Regions from separate parts of the Gossypium hirsutum genome. Here all the other regions are linked to region 2. The links are chromatin contacts, called in public Hi-C maps. All regions are on one chromosome and are shown on one strand. Each heading gives the region's core, a stretch centred on a gene start, on an enhancer-like site or on the middle of the called end of the contact. The rest is flanking DNA. Distances are from core to core; before and after follow the strand shown.

Region 1 (4,987 bases), core at 1,383-3,882, 160 kb before region 2:
ATATATATATATATATAAAGAATAACAGTTTAAAACAAAATCGTAGCATTAGTTTGCAAGAGAATACAAATGAATTAAAAGTTGTAAGTTGTAACAATTAATCAAAAAAATAACGATTTAAGAAATGGAACATGAATTATTTTCCAGATATGAAAAGGTTTTGCACTTCAATCTAAGCTTTACCAACAGTAAAAATCAAATACAATAAAGATGCACACAAATTACAGCAACATTTTTCTGCTAAATCCCAACCTTAAACTTGTTAAAAACAATCATCCGGGTTTTTCATGATCTTTTGTTTTTGCTTCCCAATAACAAAGAGAAGTAAAACAAAATCCGAAACAAGAAACCCCAAGCCACTGTAATCAACAAGCAATTCCATTTGCTTAAATCTGTAATCCCTTCTTGCTTCAGAATATCCAACCCCGTTGTCATACAGGTTGAGCTTGTAATTCTCATTCCCAAAGTGTTGCTTAATGACTGCAGTAACCTCACTTTCATGGCGGGAGGGACTGCTCCAAGTGGTGAATTGTCAAATATTTGAATCCCTCTCACGAAGCACTTTGCTGGGTTTTCAAATTCATTTTGTAAGACTGCTTCATATGGGTATTTCACAAGGGATAAGTAATGGAACCATATCCAGTAACCCGGGATTCTGTCACGATTGATGAAGAAGCCGCTAAAGAGTAAGAAATATGCTAGAACAGCGACGACTATGGTGTAGCCTAACATCACATGCGGGACGACACCCGAAAGGAATGTCACGAATGAACTTCCGGACCAAAACGAAGCAAACATAATTAGGAAATAGAATAAGAATCCTGATAATCCACCGTCTAGCCCTACTGCCCAAAATGTTGTCATGGAGAAAGCAAACGAGAGCAAAATCAAGCCCGGTAACGTCACTAAAGCATTTGATATGACGTATGATAATCTCCTGTAAGCGTTGTAAGCAGTTTCTCTCATGAAAATGTACCTTTCTTGGAGAAAAACTGGAAGAGCATCGGCACAAGTGTAATATGTTGTCGACATTGCGAATGCGAAAAACCCTAGTCTTTCTTGCACCCCTTTTGGTGAATTATCAAGTTGCCAAAATACTGTCGCTAAAATGAACCCTGTCACTAGAACTGCTGCCAAACGAATTCCGAACAACTCCGGCATCCGTCTTAAATTTAGGATGGATCGATTTGACAGTACCACCATTTCTTTCCAAAATGGATTTGCAAATGTTGGAACCATGGAAGTTGAATTGACATCATTTGTAGCACCTGGGACGAGTTTACCTCGAGATATACTCGCGCTAATTGCTTCTTTTAGCGATAAACCGACTCGATCTGGCTCGGTGTCTCTAGTATGCTTCATGCTTTGCCATGACTTGTTGAATTCGACCAAACTTTTTGTTCCTCCAGGAGATCCTTCGAGTTCTCGGATTAAGTCCAGGGCAAACTCCGTTTTGTTCTCGTTCTCGGGTATTGGATACCCGAACTCCGAGAAATACAGCGGGAGAGTCTTCGGTGAACCACTGTAAACTGTTTGTCCACGAGACAAAAATATCAATCGGTCAAGCAATCCGAGAATACGATAACTTGGCTGATGAACTGACATTACAACACTGCTTCCACTCTGAGCTATCCTCTGTAAAACCTTCACCACCATGAAAGCACTGGTTGAATCCAGTCCTGATGTAGGCTCATCCAAGAAAAGAATAATGGGGTCATGAATTATATCGATTCCGATGGATACACGACGACGCTCTCCACCGGAAACACCACGATGACCTTCATTACCGATTACAGTTTTCGCTGCATTTCTTAAGCCTAATTGATCGATCAAGGCTTGAACTCTCATTTTCTTCTTAGATTTCGACAAAGTCCGAGGAAGGCGAAACTCAGCTGCGAACATTAAGGTTTCTTCGACGGTAAGCATTGGGAAAAGCAAATCATCTTGCATAACGTAAGCTGAAATGACTTTCAACATTCGAGACTCCAAAGCTTCGCCATTTAAAGTAATGTTTCCTTTCAAACTCCCTTTAGCTATTCTATTGGCTAAAGCATCGATCAGCGTCGACTTACCTGAACCACTCGCTCCAAGCACAGCGAGTATCTCACCGTCTCGAGCCTCACCGGAGATATCATTAAGCAACGTCTTGGTCCTCGTAAAATAACTATCTCGGGCAAGTGGATTGTCGACGATAGCGGCATCTGCAGCGGCGCTTCCACCCCTCCGTCTGAAGAAACCAGGCAACGTCATTTTGCGAGGAACCTTTACACTATAAGTAAGGTTGTTAAAGGAAAGCACAAAGGGTATGGGGCGCGGCTCGGTGACGTCGACGAGGACTTCATGAACAGGAGTTTCGTCGCCGGTGGCTTCTTTTCTTGTATCACCAACGTGTTTAAGTAGTTGGCCGAGCGTTGGGGAAGCTCCTGTGGCTGTTGAGAGTTCGCCGGCAATAAGCTCCAATGAGTGTTGAAAATACTGAGAAGGACTATTACGATGATGATTATTATCCGACGACATATTTTGGGGACAATAGGAGAGATGGGGCGGGTTATGTTAACCCCCTTTCGTCGGGAAATGTCAGAAAATGGGGTGTTTTCAAAGTGAAGGGAAAAAGGGTGTTGTGATTTTGAACATTTCAAGGTTTAGAGAAATCTATATATAGGGTAGGAGTGAAAGTAATGGTTTAATTTTATGTAATTTAATATGTTTGATTTTTTGACAGTTATTATTGAGAGGTAAGGTTACCTAAATCATCTAATATGAAATCTATACGCCTTTGTGTTTCTTAGAAGGAAGAAAGCTGGGTACGTGTTCGGCCGTGATTGATTACGATAGATAGCTGATAAACACGTGACGTCGAGGTGGTTTTGTTTCAGTGGCCGGGGAATTAGGTTGGGTGTTGATCTACTGTGGCGTAAGCTCTGAATAGTCCACAGGGATGGCTAAATATTAATGCGTTAAGGGTTGAAACTTGAATCCAATTTTGGTTTCCCCTGGGATTTGTTATCATGTGCTTCACACGTAAATCCTTATGTCTTTGGTCATTTGTGTTTTTATTCTCATCATTCCAAAATCTTTGTTAATTTAGTCACGCTGTAAAGCCTCCTAACATGGAAACTTCTTATTTTTGGTCCTTTAAAATTTATCAAAAATTGATAGAATTGCTCTTTTAACTCCTCGAAAATGATAAAATTTTGATTTAGTCCTTCAAAATTAAAAAGATGTGAGGTATTAAAATGGTAAAAAAAAATGTTTTTTAACTCTCATAAAAACATACAATTTAATTTTGCTCAAAAGAAAAAAAATCTAACTTCACCCTTGACTCTTCAAAAACTTATAAATTTAATCATTGTTAAGTCTTTAATGAAATGTTTACATGACTTTTTTATTAGTTCAATAAATGATTTAGCTTTCAATGTTTACACATTATGTCAATTTGGTTTTGATCCTAAAAAATTTCAACAAATTAAGTACTCAATGTTTACAAATTCTAAAATTTGGTCTTGATTCTAAAAATTATCTCTTATTGTTTACTCATACGGCCAATTCTCTTTGTAATAGTCCCCATTTGTCTACCAAAATTTGGATGTTATAAAGAAGTAGATGTTATACATCTATAAGGATCATACTTAAATTTTATTTAATTGTCAAATTAAAAAATATAATGTATTTAATAATAACATTAATTGGTAAGATTTAGATCAGATCTTTAATGAAATTTACAATTTTCGTTCTGTTTATTCAAAATTACTTTCATTTAATAAAATATAATCAATATATTTTTATGTAAAATCTAAATATTTATTAAAATAATATCTTAACTAAAAGTTATGATTCTTATTTCATTTAGGAGTAAAACTAATTTTTATTAAAATTTAAGACAAGAGGTTGTAATAGGGAATTAATTTTGTTATAAAAAGAAAAAATAAAACATAAAAAACCTATTCTACAACAAACTTGATGGTTATAATGAAATGCTATTATAAAGGCTCACAATTATAGAGACAACTTACTATATTTTCTTTCTTTGTCGTTTCTTTTTCTAGTTTTATTCTTATTTTATTTCTTTTTCTTTTTTTTTTCGAAAATGGTGATGGCATCATTGTCGTCACCTGTTGCTATTACCAAAGGCTTTCTCCAATCAAAATCTATAGTGATTTTGAATCATAGGCAAAAATTGATTGATTTTATTAATTTGTTCAATCACCTATTTATACATAGAGATGTGAAAGCAAATAACAAAGATAATTCTATGATAAAAGGAAATTTAAATAACAAGATTTCAAATTTTAAATATATGGATAAAGTAAACTTAAAATAAAGGATATAATAAATTTAAATTTTAACTAAACTAAAGACTTGTTCTTCAGTATATCTTCAATACACCCTCCTCAAGTTAAGAGATGAGCAACACCATTTTGGAAACAAGATAGTGAAAAGAATTGTGTGGAAGGGCTTTGGTAAAAAGCATCAATAAGTTGATATGCAGTTCGAAAGTGGACAACTTCAAGAGTTTGACACTTAATATGATTACGAACAAAAAGAAAATCAACTTCCAAATGTTTCATCTTGCTATGGAGAACTGGATGCTAGGATCGAAAAGTAGCATCAAGATTATCTAAGAAAATTTTTGGGAGGCTGAGCAAGAAGAACTTGCACCTACAAAGTCTTAGTTGCAGCATTGATAATAACATGATATTTTGCTTTAGTTGTTGATCGAGCCATTGTTGATTGTTTATCAGAGGATCAAATTATAGGATTGAGACTAAAATAAAATATATAGCTAGTGGTAGACACCTTATCACTATGATATGTTGTCCAATCTGCATCAGAATATACATAGAGGTTAGGATCAATATAACGCAAAATATGGAGGCCATGATTAGTAGTATGCTTTAAGTAACAAAGCACTTATTTCACAACTTTCTAGTGAGTAATAGAAGGGATATGCATGAATTGAAATAGTTTGTTAACAACAAAACTTATG
Region 2 (4,547 bases), core at 2,033-4,532:
CCGACGTATTACGGTTGTACCGTTTTGGGTTATCAATATTTTTAAATATTCTTCATACATATATTAATTTCTTGATAGATTATATATTTAAATATTTATATATATAGCCTAATTTTTTAGTTTCTTAACAAAGTATATATTATTTATATATATACATGTAATTATATCTCAATTAAATTCATATAAATATATTTATATGTAATATAAATTTTACAATTAGTAATCACGTTCAATAGTTTAATTTAATACCTTTAATTTTAAATATAATTATAGGAAATCTAAAATGGTTAAAATAAAAAATTTAAAATACATTTTAAAATATCAAAATCTTATACCAACTAGTACGGATCAGTATGTACCGGTATAACCAGTATTGATTAAAACACACCAAAATGATCGAAATGTACTTGAATTTTGACCAGAACAGGACATAGACTATTTGATAAGGGTTTAGAATTAAAATTATATACATTGACAAATACAATTAATATCGATGCGATACAGACTATCATGATTAAAATCCCTTTTTGAAGAAAAAAAAGTGTAATAATTGTATGTACAGAACATTAACTTATATTACATTAGATTTTAACAATGGAAAATATCAAGATTCCATTTCTCAAATAATAAGGCAATGCATTTATCATAATTGTTGAAAAGAAAGAACTCAAATCATTATTGTTGTTGTCGCTTGTTTATCATAGTTGTCATGTCCCGTCTCAACATAGCAATATCTAACCTTGTTTCTTGTTGGTAACATACAATTTTTCTTTACAAAACCCAAGAGGGCTCCCAAATAAATCAATATATATATATGTACAACATAAAACACTGTACCTATACAAGCTTCCAAGACATGTACTTGCATTCGTCTTTATTCTTCGCTATAAGAAATGCCATTTTGCTATAATTAATCTTAATTGAAATCGGAAAAAAAAGGAAAATATAAAAGAATCCAAGGACTAAATTTTAAATCTCCCATTATATTGGATGGGAGCTGAGCAATGATTCTTCTTAAATAGATTGATCTGGGTTGTATTATTATTTGTTAGTTATTTAAATTTAATTATAAATGTTATTTAAAATAATATTTTAATATTATAGTAAATAATTATATGAGTTTTTTATAACTAAATACAACTTTGATACAAAGTGTTTTGGAGCCACTAGTGGAATTTAGAGGGTGTTTGGGTGCTTAATTTGGAGGTTAATTAGGAGAGTTGAGTGCTTGGACTCTTCATGGAGATGGAGGCAACTTATATAGAAGAACTTGGTATGGACCCTTTTGAATACATGTCCTATCTTGTAGGGTCGATAGTAGAGTTATGAATAGTTGATAGTAGATTCATGGAGTGCTTTATTAAGGTGCAGCTAGTTAGTAATAGAATTATGTAAAAACAATATATGACAAGAGAAATATTTAAGTGAATCTTAATGTGATTCGGTGACGATTCATGTGATAAGTATTTAAAAACTTTTAACTGAGCAAACCCTTCCTTAATACAAAAAGATGAGTTAACGAGAACTTCGGAGGAAGGTGGTTACATAGAATAAAAAAGGAAACAAATAAAAAAAATTGAGACAGCGACCTCCATTGAAGTGGTATGGTGAGGAAACAAGTTGGAAAAGATGAATAGGTAGAAACATTTGTTGAGATGTTTTTTCCTTGGGGTTTGTTTATTCATAAAACAAAAACACATACAACCACTCCAAAGTATTTAGATTTGTTTTTTGGGCTTGATTGCAGAATATATTGTTTAGTGGGTAATAGTGGGGAGTGAAGGAGGGAATAATGCAAATCAACAAAAACAAAACACATACAAAAAGAAATAAAAATTTATTTATTTTAAAAAAAAGTGTGTTGAGTTATGATTGGGTGTTGTCGTCCACAATTTCTTATCTGTATTCTCATCCATCATTCAAGTGCTCATCATGTATTCTTTTCGACAACTCATGTACTCTTTCATCCTCTTCTATTTATTATTTAACTAGTATCTTTATATTAATTAAAATATAATTTATTTTTAATTTAATATTTAAAATCTTTAAAAAAAATAATGACACATAGAAAAATATATGTTAAAAATGAAAAAAAATTAAAATATTATTATTTAAAATAATTTTAAAGTTTTTTGGGTATATGACTGATTTTTTTAATTTATATATTAATTAATTTCTTATATAATTGTAAAAGAGATAATATTAATTTTAATATATTAAAATTATCATTATAGTTTAAATTATTTAAGAGATAATAGATAAACTTTATATATATTAAAATTAAAAAAAATTCCTAACCCATGCACCTCTAGAGAAACAAAATTAATTAGTAAATTGAAAAAGTTATTTAAATTTCCTAAAATATTGAAAGAATATATAATTACAAAAGAGAAATTTTTTTTAAAGCTTTTTAGTTTTTTTTCATATTTTTGAAAATTTTTATTTTTGTTTTTGTTTTCTTACATAAAAAATTATATAAAAATTTTACATTTTATCTAATTCTTTTAAATGTTACTTAAAATTTTAAAAAATATTTATTTAAAATTAATATAAAAGATATAATAATTCAACCTAAAAATTACACATATGTCATTAAAAAAAGTTATGTACATCAGACCTTATAATATAATCTATACATATAATGTAATTTTAAATTTAAAAAAACACTAAAAGGACAGGTTAATGACTAAAATGAATGCAAGGAAGCTGAAGTTTGTATAATCACTTATAAAATGTGAAAATCAATTTATTGAATTGACAACCAAATTGAGAAGAATGAAGAAAAAGAGAATTGAGAAATGGGATGATTTGAAGGAGAGAGATGTGGATTACTTGAATCCCCAATAACAAACCAACTCAAAAATAAAACAAACCCCTGAAATCCAGTAAAACCCAACTTTAGCTGTTGGATCCCACTTTTTATTGTCATCATTACTCTTACACTACTTTTTTTATTCATTTTCCACACATTCCTGATTCCACTGCTTTTCAATAATGCACACTCTTTTGTCTTACTCCTAAATTAAATTCATTGGAAATATGTGGGGAGCTAAATCAGAATCATGGTTTCCCACATATCCAAAGTCAACCCAGAGGACCGCACATACTTAAATTTAAACAAGAGTGAAACCTGGGGCATTGAAAGTTTGTCCAACCCCAACAATATACACAACACTCAGTTGATAAAGTATTGCATATATACACCCTCTGTCGCCATCGCTTTTTTGTTGCCTAAACTCCATTGCCTCTCCTCCTCACGAAGCTCTGCTTAAGCTTCTGAAAATGGCGGCACTAAGCCACTTCTCAAATAACCTTGAAGAGGAAGAAGAGGATGAATACATTGACATGGAAGTGAGCTCACGTTCTAAGAACATGGTCTCCAACCCCATAAGCAGAGAGTTCGAGTTCCAAATGTCTTCAGTTTCCATTGAAAAAGAGCCCACAAATTCCCCAGCTGATGAGCTTTTTTACAAGGGGAAACTCCTTCCTCTTCACCTTCCTCCTCGCCTGCAAATGGTGCAAAAATTGCTGCAAAACTCCATTACCGAACCTCACAAGAAAGACATCTCACCTTCCGAGTCTAGTGGAGATCAGCTGGAGCATTCAAATGGCGGAAGTAGTGAAAACCCGAAGAAATCATGGACCAAAAAGCTTAAGCAGATAAAGCAATCCTCCATCGGTTCAAAGCTGAAGAAGGCTTCTAGGGTTTATCTCAGATATTTATTTGGTAATTATAAATCAACAAAGAAAGCTCCATTAGAGCAAGACATGAGTGGAAATGCACATAGAAGATCGTTTTCAATGGCCAGCAAACGCCATTCATCTGGATCTTCAAATGGACAACAGCATTTGCTGGTTCTTAAACGAAGCAGCAGTGTAAACGCAGAGATGGAGAGCCCCATTCAAGGAGCCATTGCACATTGCAAGCAGTCTCAGCAGGCATGGGTTAGGTCAAGAAGAACAGTTAGCGAAGTTGGGGTGTTCTCATTTTCAGTTTCAGACATGAAATGCAGTTGGTGAAGATGAAGAGAGGCCCCACATTTGCAGTTCATCATTTTTGTCTTATGTTTCCCTACTTTCTGATTTTAATTCCACGACAAAAGATTTTCAACAAATATTTCTCCATTCCTCATACCATGGGCCTTATTAGGCCTATAGTCTAATGTTATTGGGTTGTGGCCTGCTTTGGTCGGACCAAGTGAGTGGGTGAAAACTTATTTTCATGCAAATTTATGTTAGGGGGACTCGTTGATTGGATCAATGTAAGTTGTCTGTGCTACAACTTGTTCCGGATAAACCTGTTTGGGTTAAAACATTCCGTGCTCAAATTTTGTGATGAGATTTCTTCTTCTTCTTTTTTAAACATAAATAGGTAAACACCAATACGAAGACTTCGTCGTAATCCTGCTACCATGAATGGCATTTGATTTTTGAACCAAAAAACAAAATATTCCATGAATTCCTCTATTGCCTTGTAGGGTTTGGGCATGAGCTCATATTATACCCTCTCTGCATATCATCTTCGACACCTTCATTAGAACCAAGAC
Region 3 (5,036 bases), core at 949-3,448, 220 kb before region 2:
GTCTGAGCTTTCGGCTTTCTGGCGAAAGCGTATTTTTCGTGAGTGTTTTAGAATAGCTACTCATAGATGATTCATTATGTAATTGGGAATTTAGAGGTAGCTTAAACCCCTACTCTAAATTTTGAGTGTAAGTGTTCTCACACCTATGTTATAATGTGATAAATGTGTGTTGTGCAATTGTGAAAATATGAACATGTATGAGATACTATGATTTGTGTTATAAGTTGGTGATGACTAATATGAAAGTGAATATATGAGTATGTAATTCATGCTATGAGACAGTAAATAAGTGGGTACATTTCATAATATGTGACAGTGGTTATAATGTGTTGATGACATGTATATGCAGTGAACATGTATGGAAATTGGTATGTAAATATGTGTTGATAGTGTGGATATTTTGGCCTTGTGAACCTCGAGACCATTAGATATAGTTGGCATGCCATAGGATTGTGAGTACTCACTTTTGTGTTGTGATATTTGGGGCGTTGAGGCTTGGGATAGTTTTAAGAAAGATAAGGGAATGTGAGTCAAGCTCTATTCAATAGGATATGTGTGTTTGGAGTGTTGGAGAGTGTTAGCTATATGCTTCACTTATGGAATATGTTTGACTCTACGAGTCTATGTGGTGTGTTAGAGATCCGTGTATTTAATAAGTGGTGATAGAGTGCACTTCATGTTTCATGATCCCAAGAGCCAAACTATCATTAAATGTATCTAATATGTGTTATAATATATATATGCTTGAATAATCCTATGAATAGTAAGTAGAGATATGCATGAAAAACGGTTAAACATATGAAATATGATATAGAACTAGAGATGTTATGAATATGTTATATGACTGTTTGTTGTTGCATAATGACTTGTTTGCATAGAAGTTGTCCTAAGCATTTATTGAGTTTGTTAAGCTCACCCACTCCATTTTAACCTTTGCAAAGTAGTTGCGTCTCTGGTGTGAGCGATGTGGCTTTCTAGGAATTGATCTAAGTCATTCTTTTAGTTGCTATAGTAGGTGCAATTGGTTTATTTGTTATATGGTACTTTAAGGCAATGTGGTAGACTTTATATCGGTTTTGTTAAGTCATTTTTAGGCTATTTGCTTATTGTTTATGTTTGGAAGCATGTGGACTTGAACATGGTATTCGGGCTACTATTTTAGACATTTTGATGCTTATTTGACTAGGTAAATAAAACATGATGTGAAGGGATTAAGTTGAATGGTTTAAATGCTTGCATATGCTGAATTTTTGTAACCTAGAGTAGAGGTATCGATATTAGGGCTTTAAAAACGATACCTCTATATTTTTTGAAAGTGCAAGAAGACAAAATAGAGAATTGATATCGATACCTCGGCCCGAGTATTGATACTCAGTGTAAGTTTATCGGTACCTTACGAAAGGTACTGATATTTTCCGATGTTTTGAAATTTGGCGAGAAACAAAATGCAAGTTTGGTATCGATTTTTCATGTGGTATCAATACCACTTAAGAAAAATATCTATACCCCTGAAACAGTATCGATACCTACATAATAGTTTTGGAAATTTTGCAATTTGGCCCATTTGCATGTTTGATTGTTAGTTTTAATACCCTTAGTGTACGTATGGCATGTTTTAACAATAAGAAGTGGTTGTACGACTTTAATTCATATGTATGATTAAATAAAGATGACGATTGGTTACTAGTGAAACTGTTTGCCAAGTAAATGATGCATGGCATTGGTGTAATGTCCTAGTATTCGGGCTCAGTGACTGGGCTGGGTATAGGGTGTTGCATGACATATGAAATGTGTGTGCCTCTGAGCGTTATCGCATCCCCGGCAACTTAAATCTATCTTTAAACTTTCACAATATCTACCTCAAATCCCAAAATAGTAAAAAATCCTAAAACCAAAACTTAAAGCCTTAAAATTAACCAAACCCTAAAAATACTAAACCTAAAAAGCTCTAAAAAACCCTAAAAAAAATCGATTAAGGAGAGAGAAAGTAAAGCGTATCCGGCTAGGCGCGCTTTCCTGTCAACTGTGCAAAAAACGTGTCCAACTGGATGCATTTTCACACACTCTCTCCAAAATTGACCTATTTCTTTAATTAAAAAAAAACCTATTTTACCAAATATTTCTTTTATGACATATTCCCCTCGTTTAGTGATGTGAAAAGCCCCGTGGTGCCTTTCAAAAAACAGAAAATACATATTTGAGTGAAAAAACCGTATTTCTCCATAAAAATATCCCTCGATAGAATACTCAGGATTCAAACAGAACACCAAACGATGGCGTATCACATGCACCTATGAGTAATTCCCAATCCTCAGCTTGCCTTATTCATGCCTCCAGGCTTCCTTGCACCCCGCGGACCTTAAAACACGACGTGTTGACCACGACGATGCTCCACTGCGGTTCTCGGATCTCAAAGCTTTGCCGGTCTCCGGTAGCTCCACCGTTCAACTTTCCTCGTCGTTTGCTCATCAAATTTGAATTCTCTTCCTTATTTCAAGCTAAGGTTCTTCATCTTTCTCTCTCTGTTTATATTTTTCTGTTCGGTTGACGAGAAAATATAGCAAAATTTTTAGATTTTTGCTCCTTAGATAGGAAAATTAATAGAAAATTATTAAGTTAGTAATATTCATTGAAGCTCATAGTTTGCAAGATACTCGGATTCGGCTTGAGAAAAACTCTAATTTGGCATGGTCATTATCGAGTTGAGCTTGGGCAGCTCGAGATGTTGAGCGGGTTAATTTCGGCTATCCTAATGCTTGACTTGAGTAGCTCTCGGGCTTATCGAGATTATTGAAAATTTTTTATCCAAACTTGAAGATGAATTTTAGAACAAATAATTGAGCTTGAAGTCTAGCGTAGAAATTGTGCTCATTCTTTACTTAGTAAATCAGTCTAATCGAGCAAGCTGGAGTAGTTTGATTTTTATATGGAGCTCAAATATTAAAAGTCAAACTCAATCGCGCTTGAACCAAGATTTGGGTCTCTAATTTCTAGTTGAGCTTGAGCTTCTTAGAGTATGAGCTAGGCTCGACGCAATTACTCGTGTAGCCGTAGTATCGTTGTTGTATATATTAGTTTAGGATTTAGAGAAAAAAATCTATAACTAGAAGCTTATATTATAGTCATGTGTCCTATGTTATTTTGACTCAGGTGTGAATATTGGAAATGGGTATGTATCCAACGTGGGTACGGTTAGATTTTTCTAGGATTTCAATGTATTTGGAGGATCTTTGGTGGTTATATCTTCATATCCATGTGTTGGACACGAGTGCCAGAGATGGGATCTTCTAGAAAAAAAGAGTTTGAGCAACATGGCATGTATCCATTTGTTGTATATTGTCAAGAATTAAAACAGATACTTTGCCTTTTATTTTTTCCTCTAATTTTTATTAAATAATTGTGTTGGTATCAAAATCATAGGGCTTAAATACTTCTGATGAAGAAAGTGATGAATTTTTGCCTTGGTTGGAGCGAAAGGCTCGGACTAAGATTTCTTCAATGCTCTCGATTGGGAAATCTGCATATGGCAGGTATTTTCAGTTTGTTTATTTAGCTTCTAACTTGGAGTTATCTTATTTTAATTTCAAGAGAAACTCTTATTTTAGTTTTTGATTTTATGTTGCTGTTCAATATGGTTAAAATTGTGTTCTGGTTGATATTCAAGAAACTTTAGGATCATGCTTTATCATATATCATGTAGGTGGATTGTTTGCAAGGACAAAGAAACTGAATTTCTATGTATGGCGTTCATATCAGTATATTGAAGTAGATAAAAACTGGGAAATAGTATGGGACCACTTGCTATTCTTGTTTAATGCAGGGATGGTGTGCAGATAGTTGTGATCCATGTTATTTTGAAGCAATAAAGTATCAAGTTGGGCAATTGTTGAAATTCTTGAAATGCTTTATTATTTATCATGTAGGTGGACTTTTTCCAAGAAATAAGGAATTGAATTATGTAAAATTTATCAGCGTATGGCAATGGATCAAAACTGGAAAATCCTATGGGCACACTAGTTATTCTTGTTTAATGCAGGATGGTGGTGCTGTCTGTTATGATACATGTTTTTTTTGGGGTGATAAAGTATCAACTAGCGTTATTAAATATTACTTTGACACCTGTATTGAAAGGAAGTGAAGCTCTCTTTGTTTTAAGTTTCATCCTTGTTGATTGGTAGACAATATTTTGTTCTCTTTAATAGCATGGACAAAAGCATGGACCTTAATTGTATTAGATAACTGCAAATGTGGAATTATCATCTGGTTGCATTTATTGGCATACGGTGGTGGGATTCCCTTGACTATTTTAGCGAGTATTTTTTGCGTTGATTGTCCTAAAATTTCTTGCTTTTGCAACGGTAGAACTTTGTTTCAAAGAAGTAAACAGGCAGTCGGATGGCTAGAATCCTTTGAGAATAAGGAATGGGTAAGTTTAAATGCCCTCCAAAATGGCAATTGGACATAAGCAATTTGAGTTAAAATGTATGTGCATAATCTTCAGAGCATTGATCAGTTCCGGACCTGCAATGTTAGGGCATTAGATTAACTTACTTTTGCCTTTCTTTCAACAAATAAGAAAATTTTCTTAGGTCTTTTGGCTCTGCTAATTGGAATATTCCACTTGGTAATATAGAAGATGGTATTGCAAATTTTTGAAAAAGAATTGCATTATTTATCAGTCGATTTTCCAGGCAATGTGCGTATTTCAGTCACAGTATTCATGCTGGAGATTCATTTAAATTTTTAGATTATATTTGGGAACAAATGGAAGTGTAAGATTGGGCTACATTGGCTATAGTAGGAATAAACCAGTCAAACTGAACAGGTGATTGTGTGTGCAGTGGTTTATTGAGTGGGTAAAGAATGCATAATGTCTCTTTCCATGCCTAAATTGCTGTACATGGGTGATGATTAGGAGCTGAGAAAAAAAAATGCAATTCCTGGATGCATTTCTCAGCTAATTTATCATTTTGGGAGGAGTCAACTCTTTGCTTTTTCAACTCAAAGTTCATAGGTTGATTGATTTTGATGAGATT

Evidence for each region. A called contact is a pair of places that touch in the nucleus more often than the background predicts.
Region 1: a Hi-C map of leaf shows a contact between it and region 2, with 2.4 times the contacts expected there. The contact joins the promoter of LOC107925986 here to the promoter of LOC107926015 in region 2. A contact is called at or near these places in 4 of 34 Hi-C or Micro-C datasets (hypocotyl and leaf).
Region 3: a Hi-C map of leaf shows a contact between it and region 2, with 2.0 times the contacts expected there. The contact joins the promoter of LOC107926068 here to the promoter of LOC107926015 in region 2.

Annotation. Positions count from the first base shown.
Region 1 is chrD04:10,875,875-10,880,861 of Gossypium_hirsutum_v2.1, forward strand. It overlaps LOC107925986 (ABC transporter G family member 6), which reads right to left and starts at 2,633. Exons shown (of 1, transcript XM_041091948.1): 1 at 117-2,633. The coding sequence starts at 2,517. The coding sequence ends at 286.
Region 2 is chrD04:11,030,703-11,035,249 of Gossypium_hirsutum_v2.1, forward strand. It overlaps LOC107926015 (probable membrane-associated kinase regulator 4), which reads left to right and starts at 3,283. Exons shown (of 1, transcript XM_016856781.1): 1 at 3,283-4,020. The coding sequence starts at 3,283. The coding sequence ends at 4,020.
Region 3 is chrD04:10,808,548-10,813,583 of Gossypium_hirsutum_v2.1, forward strand. It overlaps LOC107926068 (ribulose-1,5 bisphosphate carboxylase/oxygenase large subunit N-methyltransferase, chloroplastic), which reads left to right and starts at 2,199. Exons shown (of 15, transcript XM_016856854.2): 1 at 2,199-2,503; 2 at 3,421-3,530. The coding sequence starts at 2,294.